Linked DNA regions of Mus musculus: regions 1, 3 and 4 are each linked to region 2. A link is a contact called in public HiChIP or PLAC-seq data. All regions are on one chromosome and are shown on one strand. Each heading gives the region's core, a stretch centred on a gene start, on an enhancer-like site or on the middle of the called end of the contact. The rest is flanking DNA. Distances are from core to core; before and after follow the strand shown. Region 1 has its middle 23 kb from the start of 6720483E21Rik. Region 2 overlaps Gsta3 (glutathione S-transferase, alpha 3). Region 3 overlaps Paqr8 (progestin and adipoQ receptor family member VIII). Region 4 has its middle 22 kb from the start of Il17f.

Region 1 (5,280 bases), core at 1,308-3,807, 390 kb after region 2:
TGCTTTGCTGAGCATCCTCTCATTTGGCCAGAATCCCTGTGAAGAAAGCAGTATTGAGTGGTATCTCCCCCAAGGTGTTTTAACCACTTAGAAAACTCAAAGTACTTTTGACTTGCCTGATGCCTGCCATGCCTCCGTGACATCACAGTCACTTGGTGAGATGAAAAAAAAAAAAAAAATTACAGTTCCTTTCCAGGGAAGAAAGCTTCCTATATGCAAGTCACCCAAGGTCACCAGAAGCCTGGAACATCAGAGTGAAGGCCAAATCCCAATCTTGTGCATCTCCCATTGTGCTTCCTGTACAGAAGGCATGGAGGTATCAAGGATGTCTATTCCCTAGGCACCTCCCTCATTTTTACCACACCAAACTCACCACTCACATATGGGAGTGTGTGAGTAGCTGGAGAGAGAGAGAGAGAGAGAGAGAGAGAGAGAGAGAGAGAACAAGCTACTCCCCCCTTAATTTACTAATTCATCTTACATCCCAGTCACTGCTACCTTCCCTGTCCCTCCATCACAGATTCCCTCCCTCCACCCCCTCCATCCCCACCCTGCACATCAAGTCTATGTAGGGTTAGGCTCATCCTCTCCCACTGAGGCCTGAAAAGATAGCCCAGTTGGGGTATGGATTCCACAGACAGGGAACAGCTTTAGGGACAGCCCCTGCTCCAGTTGTTGGAGGCCCACACTGAGACTGAGCTGCACATCTGCTACATATGTGTCAGGGCTCTCTGTCCAGCCCACCTACACTCTTTGGTTAGTGGCTCCTTTAGTTATAACTGGTCATGTTTCAAATACTCATAGCTGGTTTAAGCAGACAAGGATACCCCCAGGTATATCACTGGCTTGTGGATTCAGGGAGAAAAAGAATAGACTCCGATGGAGTTACCAGGAAAAAAGCCACACTCAGAATGAACTTGTCAACGGTGTAGCTGCTTCAGCCACAACTAAGAAGTACTTCCTGGTGAGGACATGACTTCAAAACTGCCCACCAGGACAGTTTTGAAATTGTGTTGTATACCCTGTGGGGCATTGGGCTATGCACAGTTTGGTCTCTAGTCGAGTTGAGGTGTGGAACCCTGGGAACTGGTGGTGTCACCTACTTGGGACAGAAAGAGTTCCCTCATATCTCCTGGACTCAAGGCTCCTGTCGAAGTTACCACCCCCCACAGTCCCCACAGGTGAAGTATGGCTAGCAGTCACATAGACAATGTTCCAAGCTTCTGACCTTCAGGTTACACTCCTCCCCAGTTACCTAGCAACAGTAAAGATAACAGCCTACCATAAGAGGGGCTGTTTAGCCCCAACTCTCTTACTCCCCTTACTCTTTTTACTCTCCACTCTCCTCTTACCCTCTCCTCTCCTCATACTCTCCTCTCACTCTCTCTCTCTCTTACTCTCTATTTCTTCTCTCTCTCCTTTCCCCCTTCTCTCCTCTTGGCCATGGCCTGCCTCTCTCTCTCTCTCTCTCTCTCTCTCTCTCTCTCTCTCTCTCCACTTTCTCTCCTTTCTCCCTGCCTTTCTACAGCAAAGCTCTAAAACCATAGACTGTCTCGGTTCATCAAGGCCCGCTGTGTTTGGACGATGGGATAGGCTTTCCTCTAATGAGCCTTTTGTAATCTCCCGATGGAAGACCATCTTATGCTCCAGTCAAGGCCCAGACTAAGGACTCTCGCCTGAGTGGGAATCTCTTTCCTTCTGCCCTCTCTCCTGTATCCCTGGGGCCCCCTATTGGGGGCTGCCCCTTGTCCACAGTCCCCTCCCCCCCATCGAGTGTTGTCAGTGGCTTAGATGGCCACCCGGGTCCGAGTGGAAAGCGTCTGCCTGCCCAGAGCAAAGGAGGAACTCTGGCCCGATGCAGGCTATCCTCCCTCCCCGCTCCTTCCCCCACACCCTCTTAGTTCCCAACAATACCCGCCTAGGGAATCCATCCTGCCTTTATTGCCTTCCATCACCTGACTTATTCAGCCCTGAATGGGAGCCTTATGTGAGTGTAATTGCCAGTGTAATTGTCAGACCCTTGGACACCTGACTACACGTCCACCTGAGCTTTTCAGTATGCTATAGACACCCTAACAAAGAGCGTGAAATCTATACTTTACCATGTACTTCCTTACATTCTGATGTTGCTGGAACTGTACTCTTAGCCCTTCCATTTTGTGATTTTATCTGAGGATTATTCGTAGTTTTAACGACATCTGGGTTATGACACACCAGATTCCCTGCCTGAGCTTTGGGCTTGAAAGTCCAACTGGCTTTTGTTGACTCACTAAAGATGGTCTCCTTCTCTGTATCCTGCGATGGTGGACTGTACAACACCTAGCCCCCCGGCATCAACCAGTGTATCCCGTCCAAGGCTGTGTTTCCCATGAACTCTTCCAGTAATGACTAGCAGGATGCTGAGGGCTCCCATTCAGCCTATTCTTGTAAAGCAGAGGATTTTTCCAGCAAGTGACCTTGGCTCGTGATGAATTCTCTGTTGGCCCGGAAGAATGTCTCTTCACTGTGTTGACAGCCAGGATGCCGCCTATGCAGGCCTGCTGCTTTGACTCTCTGCCACAGACTTGAAACCTCCTTTGCTGTGTCTGCTTTCAACGCATCCCTTGCATGCCTATTCACATGTAGAAAGGTTTCCCAGAGAAACTGAGCTAACACAGCGGGGGAGAATCAAACCTTTGTTGTCTTATACAATACAATTTGAAGCTGTCAGACTCACTATTGTAAACACACTCTGAAGTCTTTGAAAAATTACTCTCACCATAACTTAACCTGCCTGTTAAAAAATTATGTATCCATTTTTTTTCCTTTCCCAGTTCTGCTCCTGGAATGACAACTGAGACTAAATATTTATTAATAAATGCCTAGACCATAAGCCTTTGGCTCATTCCCTGACTAGCTCATAACTTATTTAACCCATTTAAATTATTCTGTGTCTGCCATGTAGTTAGTTACTTCTCCTTCATTCCTGCCCTGGTTCTTTCTTCTAGTCCTCTCAGTGTCTCCCTGCTGGTTTATGTCTGTCTGTCTCCTCAGTTTATCTCCCTCCATCTGTCCCCCATGGCTCTCCTGAATCTCTCTTTTATACTCTATTTATTCTTGCACTATTTCCCAGAATCCTCTGACTTCCTGCCAATGTCCCACCTCCTATTTCCTGCCTCAGCTCATTGCTCATCAGCTTTTTTCTTGACAGGTAGTACTTAGAAGAGATTCTCTAGAGAGATTCAGCGCATCTTCCTGTATGACCCTTCTGTATCTAGGCAGCAAGAACTTTAGCTGAGAACCCATCTCCATACCCTCGTCACAATGAGCTCTCTACATCTAACAGTCCATCGTCTTAACATATATGCAAGTTACTGAACACATGTTCCTGAAACTTCCCATTACTATATTTACTTTCTATAAAGGGATCGAAGATTTTCAAGGGTTAAATACCTGCACCCAACATCAAATATCTGGTAATAAAATTAAGACTTAACTTTGTATCTTTTGGGTACCAAAACTTGCATTCCTTTTAATATCCTATATTGCCTAGAGTTTTTTTTGCAATATATAAATTAACAGATAATATTCATAGATGTAATTTCTAGCTAGAAAATAAAGCACAGAGGCCATACACTGTTTAAGGAAGGTACCACATTCCTGAAAGCAAATTCTAAAAATATGCATAGATTGGATGATACATGTATCCTGTGGATATTTATATTTATACATTGTTCATTTTAAACCAAAAATGCAAGCATTGGAAAAATAAAAGTAGAAATAAATATAAATGATGATCAAGTATAGTATTGTGATCTGAACTGGTAAAAGAGATTATACCAGGGGTCTCTCTGAGAAGCAGACTGTAAGTATGTTGGGGCTTGGAGTAAACACTGAGTAAGTTGCTCAGTGGATAAAGTATTTGCTGCATAAGGATGAAGGCCTGACTGTAGAACCCCAGCACCCACATAAAAGCAGAGCATGGCCATGAATGTTTCTAACCCAAGTTCAGGGGAGCAAGGAGGACCCCAGGGGCTTGTGGGCCAGTCAATCCACCCAATCTGTGATCAACGGGCTCAGTGAAAGACTGTTTCAAAACATAAGGTAGAGAAGTGGTTGAAAAAGACATTATGGCATGCACACATACCTATATGCATACATCATGCACATTTACACAGAGACAACGCGTGCACACACACACACACACACACACACACACACACACACATACACACATACACATACATACACACAGACTACAAGTAAGCTGCCCTGACATTACTTTGTACCACTCTAGTTGGCAGCATGAACCTGGGAGAACAGAGCCAATAAACAAGGCAGACTAAAGTCTCATGAAATAGCCAAGTTTATTTAATGCATCAGACAATTTATACTCTGAGGGTTAAGAAGAGTCATGTGAGTAAGTTGTTCAACCACATGGATAAGCCTCGTGGCAAAAACATGTTTCTTTGCGTAGAGGCACATGAGTAACGACAGCTGAAGTAAATTCACTCTTATCAACCCCACCTGGGAAGAGCACAAAAACACATTCCAAGAACAATTCTGTGTTTTTGAAAAAACAGAGGTCTTCTCTTGTTTTCTTGGAGTTTTCTCACAAGCACTCAGAAATCTCCTCACATAACTTTATTCTTGCCATGATAAGTATCTTAATTAAAAACGGTATATTTACCATAAGAGGCCTCCCTTTTTCTGGAGAGTAAGAGGAGTGGATGGGGTTGGAGAGAGGCAAAGGACTTGGAGGAAAGGAGGAAGGGGAAACTGTGGCTGGGAGGTAAATTTAATAATTAATTAAAGTGGTATATTTAAGAAAAGTGGCTGAGAGTGATGTGCATATACACATCCATACATATATAATTTTAATGCATATATATATATACATATATATACATGTATACATTAGAATAGGTATCAGGATATATATGCATACTTATCTATACAGAAATGCATGTATAGGTTACTTTTATGATTTTATTATTATCATCTTTAAATACCACGTACATTTTATATAGATAAATTTACCATGTTTCATGTGAATCCCCCTATGCCCTCCATGCTACATCCAAATCAGTTTACATAATGCCTTGTGGAAGAGCTTTCTAAGTCCTTGCATCCTGTTGAAATAATGAGTAAAGTCCTCAGAGCAGCATCCCAGCCCCCCACACTGCTCCTTGCTTTGCTGTTATGATATCTCCATGTCCATACTCCATGCCAGCTCTGGATAACCAACAGTGAGTTCCTCACGGCACCATGGCTCTCCCAAGCCCTGTTCCTCTCAGGGAC
Region 2 (4,885 bases), core at 1,209-3,708:
CCCCACTGTGTTCATGAATCCCTTGCTATAGTTCTGTTCACTCAAGAAAGGAAAAAATCTTTTCCAGAGAAAGTCTACCATACATGGCTCTCTCCTTCATGTCCTTCCCATAGAGGTTGTATTTGGAGGCAATGTAGTTGAGAATGGCTTTGGTCTGCACCAGTTTCATCCCGTCGATCTCTACCATGGGCACTTGCTGGAACATCAGACTCCCATCTATTGGACGAAACAAAGAGAAAGGAGAATAAGTCGTAAAATCTATGGTTAGATACATTCAAAACAAAATATTTAATCAGATGGCTGAAAATTTAGAAACAAATTACTAGGTAACTTTCAATGAAATAGCACCTAATTTTTTGTTTCCTGCATCTTTAGTGTCTTCTAAGATGTAGACAATTATTTTACTGGTGTTCTTATTTTTTACCATAAACACTTATACTGTGTCTGTTGACAGGATATGATGGTGTGTTTATTTCATCCTCATATATATTTTAGGGTGAAGTTGAAGGAGGGATAATTGTACTGTCAACAGATTTCCTTACAATAAAAAAGACAGTCCTAAAGTATTCATGTTATTCATGACATCAAAGGAAAATCATGACCCTGCTTCTATGTAGGTTCCTGTGTGCTTTTCAATTAACACCAAGGGACAACATGTACTGGGTAGGCCCAGTGACCCTCACCCATAGGTGCTGCCCTTCTCCCTTTCTCCCCTTATCCTCTCTCATAGTCTTCCACATAATCAGCATAATCTTTCTGTTAATCCTAGAATACAGTATTCCTATGGAATTAGTTTGCTAAACCTGTTAGACCTCAAGGTCAGTTATTGACATATTTACTCCTGGCATCCAGTGAGTTGTGTGTGGATGGAGGGTACTGTGGGAGCCTGAGCTAACTGCAATGAGCATGTGGAAGCAAAGCTGGGACACCTGTGGGGCCCTGGGGATGGTTTCTCAGCAGACACAAAGAGTTTCTCAGCTCCTTAAACTGAGAGATTTTCAGATCTGCTCATAGAGAAGACCCTTGACTTAAACTTACTACCCTTTCATCAGTGAACACTACAATTACCTGTAGGGAGTTGGTCTGGTGCTGCTATGTATACAGATGCTAAATGTTGGCCGCTGAGACCAGGTCCCAGTACTCCAGGAGATCTTCAAGTACAAACGATGCTGTACTTGAAGTTATCCCTGATTGGTTAACAAAGATGCCTACAGCCAGGCCTGGGCAGAAGAGAGGGGTAGAGCGAAATTTCCAGGACTTGGAGTCTGAGGTAGGGACCATGAGAAAGGGAGAGGAAAAGGAAGGAAGCCACCACGAGTTAGGTGAATGGTGAACACATGGACATGTGGGCCATGGATGGAGTAGGCAGATCCCAGGCAGAGCAAGGCAAGTTATATCTCAGGGATCACCACAGGATGTAGACAAAATAGTACAAAGGGTTGATACCTGCCCAGCTCTAGTGCTTTTAAGCTTCTTATAATACTAAAGGCTTCTTGTCTTCTATCTGGGAACAATATGGTGTGAAGTGGGGTAGAAACCCCCGAATAGATATTTAAATGAGGTGGTGTAGCAGCCCCCCATAATAATAATAACCACCACCTTATATAGGTACTGACTTATGATTAAACGCTTATAGCTTCCACCAGAACCCCCCTCAGGAACATTTACATCTGTTTCTTACCACTTCGTAACCTTGCCAGGTCATCCCGAGTTTTCAGAAATTTTTCTTCAAACTAGAAAACAGAAAGAATAAACAAGTCTTTATCGATTAAGTTCATTGTGCTCCAGGATTTTCACTTTAATGGCTCCTGTCTATAGATAATATGAAAAAAAAAAGTTTTGTTTTTTTTTTTAAAGTTTGGTACACAGGTGAGCTTGAAAGGGTCAGATCAGGAACTTGGAAAGGTCACGAAACACGCACCCTGCAGAAGGGAGGGACTAATGAACATTTCTCAGATCACAGGGTGGGAACCGACCTGACCACATTGGGACACATTCCACAGGACTGACTTGCTCACCTTCAGATCAGGGTAGTCTTTGTCACCTTGTTCCCTAAAGATAAATCAGTTTAAAGAGCACACTGTTCCTCTAATTGTGCCTAGTTGTTGATGCTCTATTCCACCCCTGGAAACCATATAAAAACTCCCCGAATAGATCTTGGGGGTCACTGCCTCTCCTTCGGGTCTGGGATGACCCCAGTGCACTGGAACTATACATTCCTCTTGCTTTTTGCATAGATCCCAGATCCACATGGTTCACACAGTGGGTCCCGGGTAAGCTACGGCTTCCCAGAGTCTTACAAGCTAAACTTGATTGATGGAAATTTACAGCAGATATTTTAAGAAAGGAGTGGTTGGGTTTCAAACCCTGGAGTAGGTGGTTATTTAACATATCAAAGGGGACCTGGCCTCTAGGTTCTCCCAGTATCCCTCAGTCCTTTGCTGTTACAGGGTGTGGCTGGCATACCCCACCCTCTGCCCTAAACTTTCCAGCCTAAGGGCTGGGCTTCCCCTACCCCCAGAGGCCTACATCTCCCTCTCCCTCCCTTTCCTCTTCGCTCCTTCCTTCCTTCCTCCTCCTGCCCTGCTGCTCCTGTCCTCCCTCCCTCCCTGGGCACATGCTGTCTCTTTCTTCTCCCCCACCTCAGTCTCCCTGTCTGCGTGGTGATTTTTTTTGGCCTTGTTCCTTGAGACTGATGAATCCACTTGAGAGCTGCCCCACAAATAACCTGCCCCTTTTTACTTTTAATTTGGTTTGAATTGGCTTATTTCATGGGCAGAGAAAACCTATTATGTTGTTGCCTTAGGCCAGGGAGGGAGGAGTTAAGTCCTCATGGTAATTGAGGACCTCTCCTTTCCCCTCTCTTTTTCTCTGCTTGACATGATCAACTTTTGACTAGGTAAGTTATCCTTTCCCAGCAACCTAAGAAGCACAAGGTACTTCTGGGTCTAAGAACCCCAGGATCCCTCGCCACGCTGGGATGTGCCTGGGCAAGCGGATCTTTGTTCAGGAGCCTTAGGACCCAAAGACATCTAACCCAGAGCAAACCCTCCTCCACTCCAGGCCACCAAGTAGGACGCCATGTTCGAAGTCCTCCCTTGGGTTTTCCCACCACAGTGGTTGCTCAAACCAAGCTGCTGATCCGACGCTCCTGAGGCATGCACTTATCATTTGTCTGTAAGTTCAAATTCTAGAGCACACTTTATGTCTGCCACATAGTACTGGCTCCTGCAGCCTCCCCATGTGGACTTTGCCATTGGCTTTCTGGGGCCTGTGCTAAGCTAAGCACACACCTGCTCTCTCTTCCTACATGGACTCAGATTTTATACAACAGCTTGGCTAAATTCAAAGGCCAGAAATTGGCATACCTGATTTCCAAATTCCCACTGCCATGGACAAATGATTCACAAATATATTATGTCTAAACTTGTTCTGCTACACACTCTCAAATTCTCTTATCTCTAAGATTCCAAATCCCCACACTTAAAAAAAAAAAAAATCTTATCTCCTGATTTCTTTGCACTCTGCTCTCAGAAACAAAACATCTTAAGATTATGCCGTAAATTGTTATCTAAGGATTTGTATGTTACCCATTAGATATGGTTTAAAACGTATATAATCTGCAACAAAATTTGGCTTTAAACTTACAACAAAGGGCTTAGAATTAAAAATGTATACATGAGTGTTTGTATACATGGGTGTTTGTATACATGGGTGTTTGTATATGTGTTTCAACTCTTGTTTAGGGTATATGTGCATGTAACGTGAATATAGCTCATTTAAAAAGATAGAGAGATGATAGATAGATTAGGAAAACAAATGTTTTAAATAGCAACCATGTCAGTCACATGGCTGACAACCTGCCATGTGACTTTGCCATCTTAAGATGACCTCACTACATAAAACAACAATCATAACACTTCTTTGTCATAATGAACTGTTCATTAATTTATCTCCTTTTAGACTACGAAAGCAGCAAGTCTCAAATATTTTAAATTGCTATGGCCTTTTGTGTGATGATGGTAGAAATTTAAGGCTATATTTGCCACAACACATTATATATATATGGTTCAACTCTAATTTAAAATATTCTGTATGAAATTTTCTGTCTTTGCTAATGATTCAGCACAAACTGCTAGAAAATTTAGATAAGTAGCAACATATGTTAAATGAATAAGGTATATTAAATAATTAAGATCTATAAACTCCTAAGGTCTAGTATGTTCATAGTAATATTTACCTAGCTTCTCTTCCTTTAAGCCTTAGCTGTTTGGATACTGTAATTACAAGTCTTATTTTGGAGCCAGGCATGGCGGTACAAGCCTTTAATCCCAGTCTACAGATCAAGTTCCAGGACAGCCAGGGCTACACAGAGAAACCCTGTCACGAGAAATTAAAAAAAAAAAAATGCAAGTTAGTAGTCAGTCACCTTATAAATGATAAAATCCTTTAATATGTTGAGAACTATATCTGTAATCATGCTAAGTACTAATGTAATTAATTATAGAAATAAGCCTTATTTAGCCTCCTGTGTATGTATATTTTCAAGGTTAAGACTAGTATGGGTAACGAGATACAAGCAAAGTTTGTCTAGTCAACTACACTTTAGACAGACAGATGGCCTTCAAAAACTTCAGAGATGTGTAGAATATGGCATTTCAAATGTATACTAAAAACCTCTTTGTGATAGACATGGCAGCTTCTGACAGCACCTCTGATCTCCAGATCAGATGGGAACAGGAGAACCTACACCTAACGCTTGCTTCAAACTCAGAAAAGCTGGACCCTGAGCAGTAGACTGCCCTTTGCCTCCCTTGACTGTCGACAGCACACTGTCCAAACTATGGACAGGCAGGACCCTGGGAAGTTGACCGACTCACTTTGC
Region 3 (4,711 bases), core at 2,117-4,616, 340 kb after region 2:
TAAGGCTTGATCCTCCTGGCTTGCTCAGCCTGCTTTCTTATAACCCGGGACCCAGGACCACCAACCCAGAGATGGCACCACTCACAATGGGTCGGGGCCCTCTCACATTGATCACTAGTTGAGAAAATGCCTTACGGCTGGATCTCACAGGGGCAGTTGCTCAGCCGAGGCTCCTTTCTCCCTGATGATCCTAACTCCTGTCAAACTGACGAGCACACACACATATCCGCCCAGAATGGCTACTAAATCCTGCTTTCCCACTGATAGAGATCTATCAGAGTAAGAAGTTGCTACATTTGCATGGGATCATTTGACCCTGGGGTAAGACAACTGGCTCTATTCCCAGCATTGTCTGCTGAGAGAAACCAGAGGTACTGGAAGTTTTCTGGGCTCAATAACCAGGGAGAGATGATTGTGCACAGCGGGGTATGCACAAAGATGAAGAAAATACCCCTTTTCTTTCTTTACTGTGAAAGCACCTAGGTTGGAAAGCATGCACCAAGAATCTTGTCCAGTGATAGGGATGTGGATCTGTGTAAAGCATATACTTAGTGTGCACAAAGCCTCAGGTTCAATCCCCTGTATAAGAAATAAAAAGAGGCCTGCCGAGAGAGGCATTGCAGACGTGGCTAATGTGTCACGTGTGTGTCAGGAGGTGGCAGAGAGGAGAAAGTCTACATTATATTCACTGTTCTGATGTAGGAACGTCCGAATGATTAGTAACCTAACATTCCCTGAAAAAAAAGCAAGCCTGAGATGACAAACAATCCCATTCCAGGCAGGTCTGAATGGGCGCCCAAGATGGAGAGCAAGCTGGAGACTAGAAGAACCCACCTTGGACCTTTAGCCCACCTTCAGCCTCAGTTGGGAGTAAACTGGGACAACTCTCACAAGCAGCCACTCAGGCAGCCAGTGAGGAGCAAGCCCCAGACGACCATCAGACTCACTCCACGGGTCCCAGACAGAAAAATAGCCTGAAATGACCATCTGTCTGGTCACATAGGTTTGAGGGAGCAGATCATTCATGCCCAAGATGACCCCTGCCTGGTGCCCTAATGTACGACCAAGGCATAACACTCCTGAGACTGCTCCTGAGAGATCCCACACATTTTGAGTATTGCAGGTGAGCTAGCCCCAAGGATATGAGCATGGGAGAGCTGGCCCTACCACTCATCTCTGGTGTGATAGCATGGATGAAGGAGAGATCTCCTCCACCTTTACCCATCACCATCTGTGGCGGGCGGGAGACCTGACCCTGGGGTCATGAGAGCAAGAGAACTGGCTTGGCCCCTCACCAGTGCTAGCACTTGGGAGAGCAGGCCCTGTGCCTCACCTGGGCAGCACAATAGAGCTGACCCTGGTGGCAGGGGTACAGGCTAGCCATCCCCAAAGGCACGAATGTGGAAGAGCTGGCTCCACCATTGTCTTCTGTTCGGTAACGGGGGGGGTGGGGGGGGAAGCAATGCCCCTCATCCACTCCTCGCCACCTATGGCAGGCAGGAGAGCTGTTCCTGAGGTCATCTGAGCAGGTGAACTGTCCCAGCCCCTCACTTGCTGCAGCACCCAGGAGAGCAGGCCTGTACCTCACCTGGGCAGCAGGGTTGAGCTGGCTCTGGCTGTGGGGGTTGCTGGTGAGCCAGCCCTAAGGGCATAAGAGCGGGAGAGCCTACAGGCTAGCCAGCTTAGATACCTCTCATGCCCAGATCCACGGCTTTGAATTGGCCCCACCCCAACATCCACCCCATCAAGGAACTGCTGGAATCCATAAAGAGGCTGGTCCTACAGATTCAAACCTATGGGATCTCCATGACACAGGGCAGCAACAGGGTATCCAAGCGGAGTCCCAGTGAGCTTCCAGCAGTGATAAAGTAGCAGAAGCCAGAGGCCTTATACCAGACTCATCGTAATGAACATTTGCAAGCAAAGAAGTGTGGGCAAAAGGTAAAAGTGTGGGATATACTGTGACACACTATAGCTTCCACAGGAAATGTTTATGTCTCTGTTGTGAGGGAGGTTGAAAGGGTGGAGAGAAGAGGAGGGGATGGGGAGATGAATGGGATCGGGATGCAGGATGTGACATTCATAAAGAACCAATAAAAAGTAAAAGGAAGAAAGAAAGAAAGGAAGAAAGAAAAAGAGAGAGAGAGAAAGAAAGAAAGAAAGAAAGAAAGAAAGAAAGAAAGAAAGAGAGAGAGAGGAAGAGAAGGGAAGGAGGAAGGGAAGGGAAGGGGAAGGGAGGAAGGAAGGCATGAGAGGAAGAAAGGAAGGAACAGGTTGAAGGTGAGAGGAAGAGAGGAAAGAATTTTGTTTATAAACTAAAGGAAGTCAAACATTAGGTAGACTGGTTACCAAAAACTGGAGTAGGGACCATTTTCAAGGTTGGTGGAATATATTTTTCCAACTATGACCGTCATAGTGTGGAAAGGACACATGCTGAAAGAGCCTGTTTCTACCCCTCCCCATCCCTGCAGTGCAGTTTCAGAACCCCTGTCTAGAGAGCAGGATTGTGGGAGAGGCAAAGTCATTGGCCGCCCCTCGTGTGAACCTCCTCAGGGTCAGAATGTGGTGGCCCGGAAATCTTCCTGATTGCAGAGCAGAGATTCAAGCTGAGCCTACCATTTTCTTATCACATCTAGAAAAGTGATATCAAAACTGAGTTGTGGGAATCAGTTGAAGACTGCAAAGAAAGGGTGCCGGTCTCTTCCTAATTTCGTCATAAGTACAAAGTGTTGTCTTAAACAGTGGTAAGTTGATACCATTTACACTGGTCTCCTAAGTTCACCATAAAACACAACCAGGTCACAGAGTTTTCTAGGCGGCTCCTCGTTCCATGTCACATGATATATCAGGTAAAGAGTACCTGAAATAAGACTATCTGAGCTCCCTCCTTACTTAGATGGTGATAGAAGGTCAGACGAAGCTTTGCAAATCCCAAGGTTATGAGGGACTTACAATTCATACTGAAAATGAATGTTTTCTCAGCTCCCAGGAAGCCAAGCCTCCCCAGGCTCAATAACAACCTGAAAAACCAAGATAAAAAGAAAGAAACAAAGAAAAATCACACCTCTGGGGGTTTTTTTTTGTTTTGTTTTTTTTTTTTTTTTTTTTTTTTTTTTTGCTTCTAGGCTCCAGTTCAACTTTAGAAAGGGTCACAAGCATTTATCATTGCAGTCACCTGACCTGTGGTCTCAGGTGACATCTCATTAAAGCCAGTGCAGGTGCCACCTGAGCGCCTGGATTGTCTTTCTAACCAAGCTGAAAAGTGGCCAACCCCAGCTTCAACCTCAGCAACCTCCCAGTGACACTGCCTGAACGTTGTCTGCTCTTTGCCACAGCGCCCGCGCCCGCGCCCACGCCCACGGGCCCTGGAAGATTTAGTCTTAGATTAAGATCACCATGGCTGCCAGGAGATAAACAAGCCCTCTCAGGCCTTCCTCAGGCCTCCGCTTCTCGAGGAGCTACCCAGCCTCCCTCCTGATTTAAACCCAGCCTCCCTCCTGATTTAAAGCTGCTTGGCGCTCCACCAGGCACCACACTCTGCCCCGTTTCATTTCAGATTTACTCCTTGTAGCTTAATGTATTACTTTCCCTCTGTGTGTTCAAGTACACAAAATTTACCAGCTTAACCTCTTTGTCTTCATCCTGTCCTCCTCCTCATCTTTTCTTCCTCCTCCTCCTCCCCTTCTCCTCTCCCTCCCACTCCTCTCCTCTTCCTCCTCCTCTTCTGTCTTTTTCTCTCAACCTTGTTCCTTATTCTTCTTCCAGAGTCTCATTATTTAGCCCAGATGACCTCAAAACTCCCACACGGGCTGCTAAGCCCTGACATCACAGACATGCACCGCTGATTTCAGTGTCCCATCTCTTCCCTTCTCAGAATGTAGTTAAGCACACTCATTTGTCTAAACCACAACTCTTTCTCTCCTGCAAAACAAAGCCCATTATCTCCTGCTCAGGCCTCCCTCCTCTCTTCTCTCTGGCCCCTGGAAACTATTTTTTTGTTTTATGTACTGTTTTTGGGACTTCATATTCACGGACTCAAAATCTTTTTATAAGTGACATCTCTTTTTCTTTTTTTTTTCTTAGCACACTTTTTAATATATCTATGAAGTAAATCCTGGAAGATTAATTGCTAGGACTATATGCATTTAAACTACGATGACTGCAATTCTGTCTTCCAAAAATGATTGAGACAATTTATAATTCAACCAACAATATTTAAAAGTAGTTTGCTGGGAACATTAAGTCAAGGCAAAGGTACTTGACTCCAAACCGAATAACCTGAATTTAATCCTTAGCACATGGAGAGAACTGACCCCCACAAAGTGGGGCCTCTGCATGCTCCTCTCAGGACAAGTACACCCATATGTACACATACACGCTCCAGAGACAGAGATATGGACACACATACACAAATTAAAAGGAAAAAAAAAACCAGTTTTCTATATCCTTACCAAAGGAACATTTCAGCTTTTTATTGGGATTCAATGAATAGTATTACTTATAAGTGACATTTCACTTGGCACCACGTCCCCTGGTTTCAGCCATGTGTGTAGTATGTGTCAACACTTCTTTGAGGGTCAACATTGTGTGTGTACATCACGCTTTGTCTACATGTTTGTCTGTCAGTAGAGGAGTCATCCCACCCTTTTGGCTATTGAGAGTGAAGTTGCTGTGACTGTGGTGTATAAATATCTTCTCAGGACCGTGCTTC
Region 4 (5,027 bases), core at 1,459-3,958, 490 kb after region 2:
ATGGAAGGCATACACATAGCTAATCAACATTTTTTTTTTAATTTTAATTTTTTAAATTACATCATTTTCATTTCCAATGCTATCCTAAAAGTCCCCCATACCCTCCCCGCCACTCCCCTACCCTCTCACTCCCACTTCTTGGCCCTGGTGTTCCCCTGTACTGAGGCATATAAAGTTTGCAAGATCAATGGGCCTCTCTTTCCAGTGATGGCTGACTAGGCCATCTTCTGATACATATGCAGCTAGAGACACGAGCTTTCTGGGGTACTGGTTAGTTCATATTGTTGTTCCACCTATAGGGTTGCAGACCCCTTTAGCTTCTTGGATACTTTCTCTAGCTCCTCCATTGGGGGCCCTGTGATCCAGCTAATCAACATTTTAAAATGTCTTTAGCAGCCTTAGCCATTAGGGAAATGAAATTTAAACTACTTTGAGATTCCATCTCATCCCAGTCAGGATGGTCACCATTTAAAAGAAAAATCAAGTGGCAAAAAATGGTGGAGAAAATGTGGGGAAAGAGGAACCCCTTATTCACTGTTGGTGAGAATGCAAACTGGTATAGCCACTACAAAAATCAGGATGGGGGTTCATTTTAAGAAGAAGAACAAGAAATAGAGCTACTATAGGCAAGCACTCCAGGGCACATACCCTAAGGACTCTGGATTGTGCTACTGGAATTTTGCCCAACAGTGTTCATTGCTATCCTATCCACAAAGGCCAGGGAATTGGCTCAGTCATACATATGTCTGTCAGTTGATGATGGATAATGAAAAGGTGGCTGGCACACACACACACAATGAAATTGTCTTCATCTGCAAAGACAAAATGAAATTATTATAAATTTACAGGTAGATGAATGAACTGAATGAAAACTCTACTGAGCAAGGTAACTCAGTCTGATAAAAACAAACACTGTCTCTCTCTCTGGATCAATCTTAGCTCCTAATCTTTAGATTGACATGTTTAGCTTGGAATAGCTAGAGAATACAGGAAGCTAGAACAGAGTCGATTGGAGCTGGGGGATGATTCAAGGGAGGGGAAATAACATCGGATATGTGATATTAAAAACAGAGAGGGAAATATGGGGGTAGAGAGTTTAAGCAGGGCTAAGGGTAGAGGGATGGGGTGGGGCAGGGAGGGAGTGTTAACCAAAACGAAGGGAACATGAAACAGCCACATGAATGAAACCCTCCAACTATAAAATATGAGAGCCAGAAAGATGTAGGCTTTACAGCCGAACTAATGCTGCCTCTAACAGCCATGAGTTATCAAACAAAATCTCATATACAGAACTTCTCTCTATTGGTTGTTGGTCATGAGGCCACAGAGGGTCTCAGTGTAATACAGATCTTCCCTGTCCTGTTTTTTTTTTTTTTGAGCTCTTAGCTTTTTTGACTAGTTAGATTACTGAATCAATCTGTTCACAGAATCCCAAGATGAACATTTCCTGATTTTTTAAAACCAAAATGTGATAGTGATTTTTGGCATCAGGAAATTTCTAGTTGACCTACCATATGATAATATTAATCATATCAATAGAATGGTTATTTTAGAGTGTAGGATCATATCCCAGGATTTATTTCTTTCTCTTTTTCTTTCTCTCTCTCTTTTTCTTTCTCTCTTTTTCTCTCTCTCTTTCTTCCTTCCTTCCTTCCTTCCTTCCTTCCTTCCTTCCTTCCTTCCTTTCTTCCTTTCCTTTCCTTTCCTTTCCTTTCCTTTCCTTTCCTTTCCTTTCCTTCCTTCCTTCCTTCCTTTCTTTCTTTCTAAATGACTTTTTAAAAATTGTTAATTAGGGCTGGACAGATGGCTCTGAGGTTAAGAGCACTGTCTGCTCTTCCAGAGGTCCTGAGTTCAATTCCCAGCAACCACATGGTGGATCACAATCATCTATAACGAGATCTGGTGCCCTCTTCTGGCCTGCAGGCATACATGCAGGCAGAATGAAGTATACATGTGTACATAACCAGATAAACAACAAACAGACAAATAGTGTTAATTATGTGTACATGTGTTAGTTACGGGTATGGCCATATGAGTGTGGGTGCCTGTGGCAGCCAGGGGCATTGGCTCTCCTGGAGCTTGAGTTTCAGTGGCTTTGATTTCCCTGAAATGGGTGACAGGAACTAGACTCTTGCCCTTTGCAAGAGTAGTATGTGCAGGTAAGCTTAGATCCAAATTTCCAGTCTCTAGCCCCCTTCTTATTTTCTATATATTCATTCAACTGTATATCATTATATGTTATTCATTCAATCATAAACTGTGAATCTAGATGAGTAAGATGAATATGATTCTTAACTGATCCATTTGTGTGTGCCCATGTGTGTGCGTGTGTGCGTGTGTGCGTGTGTGTGTGTGTGTGTGTGTGTGTGTGTGTGCGCGCGCGCGTGTGCGCGTGCGCGCGAGTGTCTGGGTGGCTGTACACATTCTGGGCAGGAGCTCTACCACTGAGCTCTCTCCCCAGCACTTCAGTTACACTGTGTGTTCTATCATCCACCAGGAATTGATCACAGACCATTTAACTCTTTGTAGTTTTAGCCACCACAGCTACAAATAGAAGCATGCAAGTACATACTAGTCCTGCAATAAGTAACAATGTCCACTGGTACAAAAGACTGAAAGGTAAAAATGTATCTTCACAGATTGCACAGTTTGCCCGGATGCAGCTCCACCCACAGGATAAATGACCTTTGGGAGCAACTTTGACAACGAGCAGTTGAATCCCCGGGGACTGTCCAAAGTGCTCTACTTTGCATTTGCATGATTAAAGAACCCCAAAGTGTGCATTTGTAAAAAAAAAAAAGTTTCATGAGGCTTTTATGCAAGGTAGAAAATGCTTGCCTTTCAGAAACCCTGAAGAGAGGCCCAGGCCAGCCTCAGGCTTTCTGTACTTACTAACGCTCCATTAGCCAGCACCACAGTGCCCCTGGAATATGGGGGTAATCTGACCAATGAGTTCAGTTTCTTAGAGCACTGCACGCATGAATTTCTTCTTAGCAAAGCATCTGTGCATGATTTGTGCACTACTTATTATCCCCATAAATAGTCCTCAAAGTTAGCTACATCCTAAAATGTGTACCCGAGAATATTACTATGTATGAAAACCGGGACTCTAGATATGATTAAAGGAAGAGTTTTGATATTGAGAGATTATCCTGAGTTATCTGCGTGGGTTCTAAATATGACTCCGAGTGTCCTTGAGACAGGTAGGATGGTTGACAGAGGAAAAGGATGTCTGGGGAAAAACACAGGATGCAACACAGTTGGCTTCAAAGATGGAGGAGGAGACCCCCAAGCCCAGGACTGGCGGACTGATGCTTTATTTTATTTTATTTTATTTTTTCACCATTTTTGTTTTTCAGTGATAGAGATTGAACTCAGAGTCTTACAACTCTTAGCCAAGTCCTCTAGCCTGTTTCCAGCTTACCTAGACAAATGATTGTTCCTAAAGACCTTGGAGGAAGCAGGGTGCTGCTGATAAGGATTTCATCTAGTGAACTGTTTGGGAGTAATAATAATAATAATAATAATAATAATAATAATAATAATAATAATAATAAATAGTAATTGATGCTGTTTAATCTGTAACAGAGCAGCACTGGTCTGGTTGGAAGCCAATAAAGTGCTATGTGACTCAAGTGCCATTGTCACCTCTGTCTCTCCTTTGAATGCAGTATAGGCTGGTCTCAAATCTGCCTTGTGAAAAGGAAGAACTTGAACTTCTGTTTTCTTAAACTCCCCCCCCCCCAGGCAGGGTTTCTTTGTGTAGCCTTGCCTATCCTAGAACTAGCTCTGTAGACCACACACTGATCTCAAACTTAAAGAGATCTGCCTGCCCCGGCCTCTGGAGTCAAGATATTTGACACCACTGCCAGGCTAATCTTGGGAATGTCTGATCTTCTTCTATCTTTATCACGTAAATGTAGACATTACAGGTGTTGCACAGCACACTGCTAAATGTCGCAACCAGGGTTTTGTGTACGAAGAGATAAAAAGCAAAGAGTACAAATGAGCCGTAGCCCCAGCTATCTTCTTTGGAAAGTTTTTTCCCCTGGAGTTATTATTTCTCAATTTGGATTCATGATTACCTTAAGCATGCAGCTTCCAGGCTAGAACTACATCCTTCTGGACATATGAGTCACGATCCATCTATTTGTAACCTCTGTTTTTGGTCCTTTGATGCAGACTACTAACTCATGTGTTCAGGCCGACATTCGACCGTCTTTTTACAGGTGACTTTCTTTGTCCAGTGGTCAGTGCAGTTGAATACCATCTCTGATGACAGCTGGCAGTGCAGGCTGGGAAGTCTCTCTGACTCACCCATGTGGTAGGTTCTGAAAGGCGGCAGTACCGAAGCTGTTTCAGTTTGAGTGCGGCATGCTCTGTGTGGGAGCCGATGAGAAGCATTCTGGGACCCGACGCTGGCTTCTCACCATCTGCCTGAAGTAGGCCACTTCTTACAGTAACCTCAGGGGAAGGAAGCGGCTGTTTGCAGAGCTCTCCTTCCACAAATGTAAACCAAGATGACTGACCTACATTGTGGGCCTCCAAAATGACCTTCACTGTAGTCATAGGAGTTCAAAATTAAAATAAATCACAAACACTGTCTGACAACAACACTTAAGACATGATGTGCTTGGAGTCTGTGACTTCATTCACCTTTGACCTTTCCCACAAAGGACGATTAGGTGGCAGGGTTGAGTGGGGAGTTGTGTGGCTGTGTGGGCAGCTGTTTCACATCTTTGGGACACTGTACCCCTTGCGTTCACAGGGCCTTTCACTCTCTGGTTGGGTCTTAATACCAGCAAAAGAGACCAAGTGTTGTGATTTGTGGGACTCTAGCAGGAAACACTGCTGGCCAAGTTCATTTTGGTTCTCTGCTGAAATGTTCTCTTTGAAGCATCACTTTGGACAAGGACTGAAAGATAAACTTTTCTAGGAAGTAACTCCTCAGCCAGGAAAGGGAGGTATACTTTTTCTAGCCCTTCTTTAGAAACTTTGCTCTTAGGGCTGGAGAGATAGCGCAATAG

The links. HiChIP or PLAC-seq counts read pairs in DNA pulled down with a chosen protein or histone mark.
Region 1: an H3K27ac HiChIP or PLAC-seq map of embryonic stem cells shows a contact between it and region 2, with 2.7 times the contacts expected there. The contact joins two enhancer-like sites. A contact is called at or near these places in 2 of 39 promoter capture datasets (the 3T3-L1 cell line and pre-B cells), 2 of 484 Hi-C or Micro-C datasets (both in embryonic stem cells) and 1 of 115 datasets of contacts at active chromatin or transcription factors (embryonic stem cells).
Region 3: a contact with region 2 is called in an H3K27ac HiChIP or PLAC-seq map of embryonic stem cells, with 5 read pairs. The contact joins two enhancer-like sites. A contact is called at or near these places in 6 of 39 promoter capture datasets (the 3T3-L1 cell line, the C10 cell line, cranial neural crest and 3 more), 4 of 484 Hi-C or Micro-C datasets (the G1E-ER4 cell line, embryonic stem cells and uterus), 4 of 115 datasets of contacts at active chromatin or transcription factors (embryonic stem cells and extraembryonic endoderm stem cells) and 3 of 9 other capture datasets (adipose tissue, embryonic stem cells and liver).
Region 4: an H3K27ac HiChIP or PLAC-seq map of embryonic stem cells shows a contact between it and region 2, with 2.2 times the contacts expected there. The contact joins two enhancer-like sites. A contact is called at or near these places in 2 of 39 promoter capture datasets (the 3T3-L1 cell line and pre-B cells), 1 of 484 Hi-C or Micro-C datasets (embryonic stem cells), 5 of 115 datasets of contacts at active chromatin or transcription factors (all in embryonic stem cells) and 1 of 9 other capture datasets (embryonic stem cells).

Annotation. Positions count from the first base shown.
Region 1 is chr1:20,864,883-20,870,162 of GRCm38.p6, reverse strand. No RefSeq gene overlaps it. Among named protein-coding and RNA genes, the nearest start is that of 6720483E21Rik, 23 kb to the left of the region's middle. Within about 2 kb of position 2,557, at least 38 of the 459 cell types and tissues checked have an H3K27ac peak or open chromatin away from gene starts, as enhancers often do. A contact at or near this core is called in embryonic stem cells, where this site is marked.
Region 2 is chr1:21,254,179-21,259,063 of GRCm38.p6, reverse strand. It overlaps Gsta3 (glutathione S-transferase, alpha 3), which reads right to left. Exons shown (of 7, transcript NM_010356.4): 3 at 1,682-1,733; 4 at 84-216. All of the region lies in intron 1 of Gm28836 (a long non-coding RNA gene), which reads left to right. Among named protein-coding and RNA genes, the nearest start is that of Gm28836, 15 kb to the left of the region's middle. Within about 2 kb of position 2,458, at least 19 of the 459 cell types and tissues checked have an H3K27ac peak or open chromatin away from gene starts, as enhancers often do. A contact at or near this core is called in embryonic stem cells, where this site is marked.
Region 3 is chr1:20,911,431-20,916,141 of GRCm38.p6, reverse strand. All of the region lies in intron 1 of Paqr8 (progestin and adipoQ receptor family member VIII), which reads right to left. It overlaps Gm24171 (a small nucleolar RNA gene), which reads left to right and starts at 602; the gene lies at 602-732. Within about 2 kb of position 3,366, at least 63 of the 459 cell types and tissues checked have an H3K27ac peak or open chromatin away from gene starts, as enhancers often do. A contact at or near this core is called in embryonic stem cells, where this site is marked.
Region 4 is chr1:20,759,337-20,764,363 of GRCm38.p6, reverse strand. No RefSeq gene overlaps it. Among named protein-coding and RNA genes, the nearest start is that of Il17f, 22 kb to the left of the region's middle. Within about 2 kb of position 2,708, at least 5 of the 459 cell types and tissues checked have an H3K27ac peak or open chromatin away from gene starts, as enhancers often do. A contact at or near this core is called in embryonic stem cells, where this site is marked.